2 separate regions of the Gossypium hirsutum genome follow, and region 1 is linked to region 2. Evidence: chromatin contacts called from public Hi-C data. All regions are on one chromosome and are shown on one strand. The core of a region is the stretch at or near the end of the contact, and the rest is flanking DNA. Distances in the headings are between cores, read along the strand shown.

Region 1 (6,445 bases), core at 1,394-3,893, 280 kb before region 2:
TTTACGTTATAATAAATTTCCCATTTTCCTCAATCTGGATGACCTCATTTTAACCCAAAGAACATCGTACACTTGTTTTATGATTGGGAAAAGTTCCTATTGATATTTGATGGCCCAAATCGGTTTTTAATCATATTGAATTTTTCAAAACTTGGTTAATTTGTTTTAAGGAATACTAATATATTGTGAAACAAATATAAAAGAAAATTATTGATTTAAGTTTGAAAGTGCAGCTCCCACGTGTACTTTATGTCAAGACGGGTGAGAGGTTTTATAAATGAAGAGTGAATTATGTATTTTGTTATCAACCAGGGTATTTATAATATTTTTCTAAAGTCTATTTATAGACATAAATATAAATAATATAAAATTCTATTTCTAATAAACATTAGAATCCTAAAATACATCAAATTTCTTATCCTAATGTACATCACTCATATTACTATTTGTTAATTAAAAATTTGACAATTATAATTAAAGTACTACATTTTCAAAGAAAAATTTAAAACTATTTATCTTTACAAATATGTTTTCAAATTTTTTTCCAAGAAAATTTTAAAATTTAAAAACTATATAAACAAGTATTTGAAAGATTATAAAAATAATTATATTGTGTGTTAATTTTAAGCGGTTCTATATATTATTTAAACAAAAATTATGTTTCAAAAATTTAAGCTAATATTTATTTAAAATTATATTTTTAAAATTATAAAATAATTAAATATATTTTAATTGATATACATAATCAATCAATCGTGAATCATATGAACATGCAAATTAGTATTTATCTATAACCATATATAAAACTAGTATACATAGATTTATTGTAGATGTAAGGACTTGGGCTTTTGACACCTGGCCTCTTCTTTTTCTTTGGGTTATGGGTTGTGGGAGGTTAGGGTGGGGAAAGAAACAGGAGAGAAAGAAGAGAAAGAAAGAAAAAGAAAATTGAAAAGAAAAAATTTGTGTTATTTTCAAATATGTTTAAAATATTATAAATTTATTATTTTAAATATATATTATGCATTAATAATTTATATTTTTTGTCCTAATCATTCCATTCATATTTTTTATTTTATTTTATATATTACTTTGTAATTATTTATCTTATATTATATTTATATCATGCATTAATTATTTAATTTTGAGTTTAGTATACCATCATGATTCAATTTGAAGAAAAAATATATGTTTGTGTTCATGATCTATAATGATTTTATTTTTAATTATTTAAGTAATTTATCTTAGTAATAAATTATTTTAATTTTAAAACTAAAATTTTGTTTAAATGGATTAGTGCATGCATTCAACATCATGTCATGTTTTAACTCTATCACAATAATTTTTGTAGACAGATTTTTGAATTTTTAAATTAATATAATGGTTTAATTGCAGTTTAACTCCCCTAAGATGGTAAAATTAAGTTTAATCTTTTAATTTTTTAAAAATAATATATTAATATAATAATAAAATTATACTTTTAACTCCTTAAAAATATAATTTAATTTTCCCCTAAAATAAATTCTTGGCTGTCACTGTTGGTTACATTGAACCTTTGTCAATCCCAAATTATGTCATATTTTGCATAAGGCTTAACTACAAAGTTAGCACTCAAACTATACAACTTTTCTTACTTAACTAGTTAAAGTTTTTTTTTTTGTTTTTTTAGTCAAGAAGGGTATTTTAACCATTAATTTCGTCTCATTCTATCTAAAAACATATCACACCTAATAAAAATATGACACACATCACACTCTTAAATTAAAATGAGACAAAACAAATAATTTAGGTGCCATTATTGACCAAAAAGAAGTTTAGATTCCTACGTAAAGGTAGTATAATTTGAGGCTCAATTTTACATTTAAACCTTTGCATAATGTATTAATTTTAAATTATATACATAAAATACTAAAATATAAAATATTTAAACAAGACATATTTATATATTTCCTTAAAAAAAGCCTTATTTAATAAAATTAAATTAATTTTTGTAATTAATTATTTAAATCCCAATTTAGTGGGAGTATAAAATCTACTTTAGGTTTTATTTAGTAGAGTAGAAAAAAATTTGAAAAGATCGAAAACTTGAAAAGGTAAAAAAATAGAAAGATGAAAAATATAAATTTTCTCTTCATAGGTGTGCTTGATAGAAAAGATAGAAAAATTATTCATTAATAGAGTTAAAAAAATGAAAGGAAAAAAATTAAAATATTTGAAAAACACATAATTTTGAATTGACATACATCTCTCTCTCATTTCATCATTCCGGTATAGAAGAATTAGTTTTTATGTATTAAGATGAAAAATAATCAACTCTCCTACTTTTTTTTCTTACCAAATAAATTTAAAATTTATTAATTTTTTTACTTTTTAACCCCTCTTTCCATCCTTCCGCTTTTCTACTCAACCAAATACATTTTAAAAGGATTATAATTCTGATCAAAATCCAAATATGGTTCGAATAAGGTCGTCGGCTAAGAAAAGACTTTAAAAAGATGAAAGCTCTTGCAGTTAGAGGTTAATTTGATTCTCTTGGTGTTGTCTCTTGAACTCTTTCTTCATTGGCGCAAGATGAGATGGGAAGAGACCAACCAGCATAGAATTCGGGTTAGGTATAGGCGAAAAAAGCCTAGGCTTTGTCTCATTAATGGGCTCTCAAAAGGGGCAATTAGAAAAGCATTTAGCCCAAGCCTGATCATGCAAATCCACTGTAAAGGTACCCAAAGAAATGGAGCCCATAGCATTTCCATAGGGTAATTTGCAGTTCAGACTACTTAATTTAACATCAAATTTCATATATACTTTTTAATTTTATTGTTGGTTGAAATTCTATTATTGAAAAATGCGATCGTATGTATATATTAACTTCTATTATTATATAGTATGCATGCGTATTTTTCTTTAATATTCTTTCCTCGTATCAAAAATTCGAATTTATGTTGTTTGTTTGAATGCATAATGTGTTTTTTTCATACACTTAGCATTTGTTGATATAATATATATGTATGCATGCTAAGGTAACTTTAGCTTTAAAATTATTTAACGAAGTTAGCATAAATGATTTAATTTGTTAATTATACAAGTTCGAAGATATAGTTTGATGAAGTTAAAATCTTACTATATATTTATATAAAACTTTATATGTTAAAAGTTGATAACCTATAAATTGCCCTTTATACATACATACATACATACATACATACATACATACATACATACATACATACATACATACATACATATTATATTAATCTTTTGTAGTTTCAACTTTCAAGGGAAAATCTTTATACACTCTTAATCTTATTATTGATACATAGCATTTATGTACAGATATCACATGAAATTTTTGGAAAAAATCTTTTAAGTTTATTCTAAATAAAAGATGGAATATTTGTTCATCAATATGTGATCTTTGTTTTTTCTTTATTTAAAAAAAAAACTGAATTCTTAGTTGGATCTATGAAAGAAAAATATTCTCTTCTGAATTTACTAAACATCTTAGCTAGCTGAGCTCTATATTCCATATAGAGAAGGTTCTCACGTCTCAGGGTCATTAATTATTGTATATAATTCCTGGTTTTTCTGGCTATAAGGAAGAAATATATTATACTCTCTCTATATATATATGTATAGGATTTAAAAAATCTCTCTCTAAAAAGAACAAAAGCGTCAATAATTAATGAAGAAGACAATGGACCATATATATTTCAAATATTATTCTACTTGTGATTAAGAAGAAGAAAACAAGAATGAAATGATATCTATTCATGCATGCATGTTTCTAGGATTTATAAAGACAATGCAACTCTGTGATTGATTTGAAAGATTGAAATCAGTTTCCATGCGCATAAAATCTCAGGCTTGGGAATGCCAACAAGAAGCATATCTTATGGGAGGTGTGAGAGTATCTTCCTTGTGCTTTTCCTTTTCCCTTTCTATGGGCATGCCTTCCTATCTTCACAAGTTTCTAGCTAAAGGTAACCCGTTCTTTACTATTATATCATCTCTTGGGGATAATAGTATATATATATATGAAATGTAATTATTTATAGAGTAAATTATACTAGTAGTCACTTAACTATTAATTAGTATTTTTCTTTGATAATTAAATTATAAAAAGTTATAAAATAATCATTCAACTATTTAATTTTTTTTATCACCAGCTAGCTAACGTAAAAAAAATAATCCAAAAATCCATAATAGTTAGGTTATTAAAAAAGACAAAATTGAATAATTGAGTAATTATTTTGTAACTTTTCGTAGTTGAGTGATTAAAAAAATATTAATAGTTGTGTGCTCATTTTGTAACTTTTCATAATTTAATGACAAATTTTTTTTACTAACAATTAGAGGATAAATTTTTTACTAATAATTAGAGGACTATTAATATAATTATTATATTAAAAAAAAGAGAAAATTAAAAGTAGGAAAATGGGTTGACACTAATAAATATTAATATTCAAACTCAAGTGCATATCATGGTAAAAATAATGGCATGAAAATTCACCCAAAAAAAATAATGGCATGAAACAATTAAACAATCTTTACCATAAATATAATCATAAATGTCAAATGTTTGTAGCAATCAACAATTTTTAGATCTAGAAATATCATTCTACGAATTGTCACAAATTTTTTCTATAATCAATTATTACATTCATATAACACTCTATTTTATAATTATAATAAAACATATTTTAATCCGACCCAAAATTTTTTTCCTTATACACATTTTTAAAGACCCTCTTGGTGGCATCAGCTCTCTAGACAATCTTGCTTTTTATTTTTTCTTTTTCACCATAGAGTCTTCCTCCTCCCTACTCTAATCATCTATACTAAAGAAAAAAAAAGGATGAACTGACTAACGGAACAACCAACTAAATCTTGTACCAACACACTCAACAACAACAAATTAAATGGTTGCACTTGAATATAGATTCTATTATTATATAATTAAATCACCAAGTTTAATAAATATGACCAAGTATAGACGTATCCATTTACCTAAGCGAACTTAAATTTACTTTATTTTGAACATATTTTGATTTAATCTTCTATTGTTAAAACTTTTTTTTCCTTTTGTTATTAAGTTTTAATAAATTTTAGGAATTTTTGGGTATAATAATAAGATTCATGCATGGAAAATATGAGGAATATATGTCTTTGAAATAGAGGGCCCATCACACATGCACATTCAGGTTTTAGCCCCTGTATTCGGTCGTTGGTCGTGGCTAACCACCACCTATGTTATTATGTGTCTATGTCTCTTTCTTGCTATACATGTGGGGGTGTTGTTGATACTTAATCATGTTATAAAATAATTGATTGGACCTTCAATTTTACAAAAAATAAAAAAATAAAAAATTCAGATTTGATATAATAATTGTTAATCACTACAATAATCAAAGTATTGTGGTGCATTCATCAAATATTCTTTTATAAGCTTTGAGTTACATTATTTCAAATTTGGGAGACACTAAAAAAAATTATCAAGTTTTAAGGAATCTTGTGTCAAAAATGGGATGTTTATCCCTTGATTTAATGAGAGTTGAGACTTTTAAGTGTGAGAGAAAGGAGAGAATCACCATATCCCCCACATGGCTTTTTTTTTTTAACATTTAGTCATATATAGATGATGTGATATCATCACGCCTTAAAAAAAATCTAATTTAAGGTCAAATTTGAAAAAATTGTTAAATTTAAGGATTAAATTGATAAAATTTATCAAATTTAAGAATTAAATATTACTTTATCTCTTTATAGTATTACATCTCAAATATTTGCTTTTTTTTTTTTGAGTGTGAAATTTAAGTTAATTCATTTATTGAGAAAATAGCATTTAACAAATATTTTTATTTAACGTGTCCATTGCCTTTGAGCTATAGCCAATAACTAACACCAATAAAAAAAATTATGTTTAAAAAAAGTTTTGACTTCAATATTATTTTAATAAAACTTTCTCTTATTTTAAGTCAAATATTGTTGTTCTTTTTACCAAAAATAATTGCTAGTCCCTAACAATTCATACAGAAAGTACCCCAAAGACATGTCAAAAGACAAGACAAGACCCACCAAACTAACCTAACTAAACCATTAAAAACATGTCACAAAGTCAAGGCAAACATTTTCGTATCCTTCCATCAGATTCTTGAGGTCTTCCACTGATACTACTGATATTAACATGTTTAGATTCATATTTATTGCTATTTTTTAAAATATTTGGTATATCTATATAAAAATATTTATAAATATTAAATATTTCAAATATAAAATGTTCATAAATTGTATAAAATATTTTTAATAAATTTTATAAATACAATTCATTATTAAACAAACTCAAAATAAATAAATAAAAATTATTTTATAAACTAAACAATAAATTATCTCATACTATGCATATAACGATCTATACTTCAACCATTTCAAAATAAATAATAAAACTTAT
Region 2 (6,824 bases), core at 529-3,028:
AACTTATAAATCACCCTACACAAACTAATAGGACGGAAGTTAACCATCTCACAAGGATCTTTAATCTTAGGGATTAAAACAATCAAAGTCTCATTAACACAACTAGCACTTTTTTCGCCCTTAAGAATATCATGACAAAGATGTAAAACATCATCACCCACAATAAACCAATGATCCTGAAAAAATGCCTCGATAGCCCATCAATCCCCGGCGCCTTTCGAAGGTCCATTTGTTTAAAACCTTTCATAATCTCCTCGTCCGTAAAAGCATCATTCAGCCTACGGTTTGTATCCTCATCAATGCATCTAGGAATGTGCTGCATGTCTCTATCAACATCAATATTGCATGAAGTCTTAAAAATATCATTAAAGTAATTCCAAGCAATATAGCCAATCTCCTCCTCGTCATCATGCCAAGTCCCTTGCAAATATTTAAGTTTCGAAATATTGTTCTTCCTTCTACGACCCGACGCCCGAACGTGAAAATAACGAGTATTTCTATCCCTCTCCCTCAGCCACTGGGAGCGCACCCTAAGAGCCCAGTATTTTTCCTCAACATCATAAAGATAGCCAAGCTTTCCACGAGCTTGTTTAAGCTAACGCGTGGTCCACTCGTTCGAACCGCCATCCATGAGCTGACTAATCTCCTTCTCCAACTTTTTGATTTTGTTCGTCATTCTTCTAAAGCGATGATATAGCCACGGACCCAACTTATCACGAGTCAGGTCCATTTTATCTATCATAGAACAATCCTTCTTCGACCAAATACTTGAAATGATGTCTTTAAGCTCCTGCTCATCCGCCCAGCAAGTATCATATCTAAACCAAGCCCTTTGACCAGCCTTCGCCTTGTTGGGTCTACTACCTTCTGAATCCATCATGATAGCCTCGTGGTCAGACTTGGACTGGCGAACGATGAAGGAAGTAAGAAAGGGAAGCTTCTCCATGGTAGCATCAGAGACAACGAATCTGTCCAGCCTCTCTTTCACGAGCCGATCTCCTTCCCTATTGTTAGTCCACATAAACCATCCATTACAAGGTTTAACATCAAAATCTTAGGTTTACACCGGCCACCCTCCTTTTACGAGTCATTCAGGATGGCGTTGAAGTCACCCCTAACAATCCAGCCTTCAGTAAGCTTATCGCTTACTCTTCTCAACATGTTCTAGGCCTGCTGTCTTTGACTAGAATCGCTCTGGCCATAAAAGCCAGTAAATCTAATCACCGCATCATCCTCCAGTCGAACCAGTCAGTCGATATGGAATTTTGAATAGTTCTGGATCGAGACATTCACGCTTGCTCTCCACATTAACGCCAGCCCCCCGCTCTTTCCCTTCGAATCGACCGCAAGACAGCCCTCCATCCTACATAAATTGCGAATACGTTGGAAACCATTAGATTTGATTTTAGTCTCACAAAGAAAAACAATATCTGGGACGTTAGCAATAAGAAGTTGCTTAAGCTCACAAACTACTACCAGGCGACATTTTTTTTTTATAGAAAAAGACCCGAAGGTCAACCTCAATTTATTGCATCTCTTAAAATAATATCATGGATTTCCAAAGGATAATCCACGTCAAAATCCGTAATACCATTCTGAGCAGTAGCCCATTTACAAAGGTAATCAGCCGCATTATTACAACAGCGTGGAGCCCAAACAAATTTAAAGTAAACACATGGATCCAATATTTTAATACTTTCCCTGATGCAGTAGCCCATGGTTGAAAAGTCAACCGTCATCCTATTTAGCCGATTCACCAGGCTTACACAATCAAACTCAAACCCCAACTTACGCCAATTTTTTGTCCGCGCAAAATTCAAGCTTTCTTCCAGTGCATAAAACTCGGCCCACTCGGCTTGGACGTTCTTCTCCAACACGCCCACTCGACCGCCTAGGACAAAACCATCATGGTCCCTCGCCACAAGCCCAAAACTCATCTTTCTTCCCATCGTAGTAGCGTCAAAATTTATCTTAATCACTCCCAGACCGGGCTTCGCCCACCCTTTTTCCATAATCGGCTTAGGAATCATCGGTTTTTCCAGGAAGTTAAAAATACAAAATTCACGGCTTAACCCAGCAGCCCTTTCCCAAGTCATTCTGGCCTCCTCCTCTACATCCCGAAAAACTTTATTGTTGCGGCTGTTCCAAATATTCCAAAGCACCGTTATGAAATCAGAAAAAGCCTTCTTGTCCAGTGCACGAGCCACATCCTCAAGCCAGTCCACACACCGATCGTAGCAGCCTTCCAACAAGTTATTGTTCAGTCATTCATAAGCCAGCACCGCTCTAGCCTTAGGACAGTCTTTCATAGCATGAATTAGAGTCTCCATAACAGTCCCACACCTTGGACAATTGCTATTAAACTCCCTTCTAATGTTGGATATATTCTCGTATGTAGGCAGAATGTCGTGTCCCAAACGCCAACAAAAAATCTTAATCTTAGAAAGAGTCTGTAGTTTCCACGTGATCTTCCAAAAAACCCGACGAGGGCCAAACGCTACATGCTTCAACGTCAGCCAGGAATAAGCAGACTTAGTCGAGTAAGAGCCAAAGGGGTTATGGAACCAGATCTGAGAATCCTCAGGGCCATTATGAATAATGGGGATTTTACATATTTGGTCCCCCAAGTCTTTACCATAGATCGCAATTACCCGTCCCTCGTTCCAGTCATCTTTCTCACTGTTCAGCAAGTCACACATTTTTTCCTCTTGGACCTCCCTCCTGCGCAGCCCAATCGAGTCACCCGAAAGCCCTTCAAAACCCCACCTGTCGTGCCAAATATCAATCCTGCTTCCCTTACCGACATTCCACCCGAAGCCCTCGTACAGTAAACTAGCCGCTTTTGTAATGCTTTGCCAAGTAAAAGATGGTTTGTCAATCCGCTTAGGATGAAAGACATCCCCATCTGGAAAGTATTTTGTGCTCAAAACTCTCAAGCACAAAGTGTCCCGATAGCACATAAGACGCCACACTTGCTTACCTAACAACGCAACGTTAAAGCGCCTCAAATCCTGGAACCCGAGACCCCCATTCCTTTAGGGTAACACAAGCGGTCCCAAGATAATATATGCCAGCCTCTTTTATTTTCTTTTCCCCCCACCACACACGGAAAATCAAAGATTGAAGCTCCTCCAAGACGCCATTAGGAACAAAGAAAACAGAGAACCCGTAAGTAGGAATAGACTGCAGGATAGACTTGATGAAAATCTCCTTTCCACCATACGAAAGTAATCTTTTTGACCAGCTCTCAATCCTACTAGCGGCACGATCTAAGATACTTTGAAAAGTCGCTGACTTCTTCTTACCAATCGGAATGGGTAGACCGAGATAACTATCAAGGTTGGCAACCACCTTCATTCTAAGCAAGCCACTTAAAGATGTGCGTTGAGAAACAGGAGTGTTAGGGCTAAAATAAACCATTGACTTGTCCAGGTTGATGCTCTGGCCCGACATCCTCTCAAATGAGTCCAGGATTTTTGTAAACACCTCAACTTCACTTCTTTTGTTCCTGACAAACAAGAGGGAATCGTCAACAAAAAAAAGGTGATTAATTCTTGGGCCATCCTTACTAGCCCGAATGCCTTTAATTTGGTTAGTATTTTGGGCATAAATCAACATGCGAGATAAAGCGTTCATGCAAAAAGTGAACAAATAAGGGGATAAAAGATCCCCTTGTCGGAGACCCCTTTCTGGAATAATGATATCAGATAGAATCGTGTTACATTTAACTCTATACCGAATAGTGCAAACACAATCCATAATCTTATTAATCCAAATATGAGAGAACCCCATTTTCTTCAGCACTTTCTCGAGAAAAGACCACTCAACCCAGTCGTAAGCCTTACTCATATCCAGCTTGACCACACAACCCTTATTTGGACCATTTTTAGAGCTCCGGAGATAGTGCACGAGCTCATGTGCCACTAAGATATTATCATGGATCATCCTGTTGGGAACAAAAGCACTTTGGTTTTGGCTAATGCACCGAGGGAAAGACACTTTTAACCGATTAGCAAGAGTCTTAGAAACTATCTTGTAAATAACCCTGCATAGACTAATAGGACAGAAGTTAGCCATATCACACGGATTCTTAATCTTAGGAATCAATACGATCAAAGTCTCATTTATACACTCAGCGCTCTTGTTTCCCTTGAGAATATCGTGACACATTCTTAAGACATCTTCACCCACAACATACCAATGATCCTTGAAAAAGCTCCCCGAAAGCCCGTCAATCCCCGGCGCCTTTCTCGAGTCCATCTGTTTGAAGGCTCTTAAAATTTCCTCATCCGTAAACTCTCCGATCAACCTCCTATTAGTCTCCCCATCAATGCAAACTGGAACGTAATGCATGTCACTGTCGATATCCAAATTAATAGACGTTTTAAAGAGATCATTAAAATAGTTCCAAGCAATGTGGCCAATCTCTTCTTTGTCCTCATGCCAAGCACCATGCGCATCTTTAAGTCTCTCGATGCTATTCTTTTTTCTGCGCCCCGAAGCCCGAATGTGGAAAAAAGGGGTGTTCCTATCGCCTTCCTTCAGCCACTTGGACCTCGCCCTAAACGCCCAGTATTTTTCCTCCACATCATAGAGGCGGCCCAGCTTGCTCCGAGCACACTTAAGAAGGCTCAAAGACCCCTCATTCATAGGGCCATCCATAAGCTTGCTGATCTCCTTTTCCAGCCCTTTTATTTTATACTTCATCCTCCTAAAGCGTTGGTATTGCCATGGGCCAAGCTTGTCACGGATTAGCTCCATCTTCTCCAACACATTGCAATTCTCGCTAGACCAAGCCCTCGTGATAATATCTTTAGCCTCTTGCTCCTGCGCCCAACAGATGTCATATCTAAACCAAGCCCTGTGATCTACCCTTTTATCTCTAGGCTTACTTCCATACATATCCACAAGGATAGCCTCATGATCGGATTTCGACTGGCGAACAATTTGAGAAGTAAGAAACGACATTTTTTCCATAAACTCGTCAGAGATGACAAATCTGTCCAGCCTCTTTTAACAAGCCTAGTCCCTTCTCGATTGTTAGACCATGTAAACCATCCATTAGGAGTCTTCACATCCGTCAGGCTTAACTCTTCCAACACATCACAAAAGTCATCCATCAGAGTCCGAGGCTTTCTACGACCCCTTTCCTTCTCTGAATTATTCAAAATGGCGTTAAAGTCACCTCCCATGATCCAGCCTTCATTAACCATGTTTTTCACCCTTCTCAGCTTATCCAAAGATTGCTGCCTTAGGCTTGGGTCGGTCTGGCCATAAAAGCCAGTGAACCTAAACTTTTCACCATCATCCATGCTAACCAACGAGTCAATGTGAAACTTAGAATAGTTTTGCACAGAGACGTTCACGCCTTCCTTCTAAAGTAGGGCAAATCCACCACTTTTCCCCTCCGAATCGACCGCTAGGCAGCCCTCCATCCTGCATATTGTACGAATACGGTGGAAGCCATTAGAATGAATTTTTGTTTCACAAAGAAAAACAATATCAGGAACGTTCGCAAGAAGAAGTTGCTTTAGTTCACACACAGTCGCTGGATTCCCAGCCCCACGACAATTCCAGCAAAGAATTTTCATGGTCCTTTGCGGGGCTGGTCGCCAGCCTCCACCTTAAAAGGTGAAACCAAAAACCACAGCTTCCTCTAGGCAACTCCGAAAGGACTCTCAACCAGAAATATACCGCAAGAACCCCCAAAAAAATAATCCGAAAACACCAAAAAAACTCTCTGAAACCACTCTACAAGGCTTGAACGCAAAGAGCTTCGATCTTCCGTCAAAGAAACGACCAAGAAACCAAGACCGATAAGAAAGAAGGTTGACACGCCGAAAAGCCAACCCACCGACCCAGGGATTCAGTGCTGGAGCAAGGGAAACGAACGTCACAGCCCAAGGAACCAAAATCATGCAGAGACAAGATCCACCACCGGAAGCCCAGCTCCCAAAAGAAAAGACGAGAGGCACTCCCCAAGAAACAAACCTGTACAGATGAAAGAAAAAAAGAAACCAAGCTTTGCGAAAACCCGAAACAAACAAACCAAAATAAACGTATCAACAGGAAAACCCTCAGCAGACAGAAACCATGCGATAACTCAACATCATAACAAGAAAAAGACAGCCACAGAAAAGGCGTCAACCCAGCAAGAACAATAAAGAAAACACCACTAGAAAAAGAAGCAATCAACTTAATAAAAATCATTAAAGAGGACAAAAAATACGTAGAACCCTGCATGCATGAAACATGCACTTTTTACGTCGGGGAAAAAAGAGAACCCACTTTCATGCAGAGGCATAAAAAAGAACGTGGAAAAGTCGTAAGAAAGATAAGAACTCGGCCACCGAGGGGCCCCTAGCGCACTAACCAGCATCCACACAGAGATAGACCGAACAGTATAAAGACTAGACAACGAACTCAGGCCAGAAAAAAACTCCCCAAACAGGACCACCGCCACCGATCGATTTCGAGAGAAACCACCAAAGCCTCAACGAGCCAAGAAGCAGCCACGAAAAGATAAACGAACACCCAGCAGGAAGACCAAGAAAGCCAACAGAAAATCAAGAAAAAATAGATCTACTTAAAATAAAATACTGTACATAAAATACAACTCGTAAGCCCTGCATGCATAAAACCTGCCCTTTATTCAAAGGAAAATGAAAACAGGCTTTCATGCAGAAACAAAAACTAAAAAAAACGTAGAAAATTCAAAAAAAGAGAGAAAAGAACCCAGCCACCGTGGGACCCTCAACACAAAAACACACGTAGAACCATGCAGAAAATAAAAAACAAGAAAAAACGGGAAACCAAAAATATAA

What was found. A called contact is a pair of places that touch in the nucleus more often than the background predicts.
Region 1: a contact with region 2 is called in a Hi-C map of leaf, with 2.3 times the contacts expected there. The contact joins two enhancer-like sites. A contact is called at or near these places in 3 of 34 Hi-C or Micro-C datasets (hypocotyl and leaf).

Annotation. Positions count from the first base shown.
Region 1 is chrA09:13,253,544-13,259,988 of Gossypium_hirsutum_v2.1, reverse strand. No RefSeq gene overlaps it. Among protein-coding and RNA genes, the nearest start is that of LOC107890213, 22 kb to the right of the region's middle. Within about 2 kb of position 2,643, at least 1 of the 9 cell types and tissues checked has an H3K27ac peak or open chromatin away from gene starts, as enhancers often do. A contact at or near this core is called in leaf, where this site is marked.
Region 2 is chrA09:12,974,350-12,981,173 of Gossypium_hirsutum_v2.1, reverse strand. No RefSeq gene overlaps it. Among protein-coding and RNA genes, the nearest start is that of LOC107889932, 11 kb to the right of the region's middle. Within about 2 kb of position 1,778, at least 2 of the 9 cell types and tissues checked have an H3K27ac peak or open chromatin away from gene starts, as enhancers often do. A contact at or near this core is called in leaf, where this site is marked.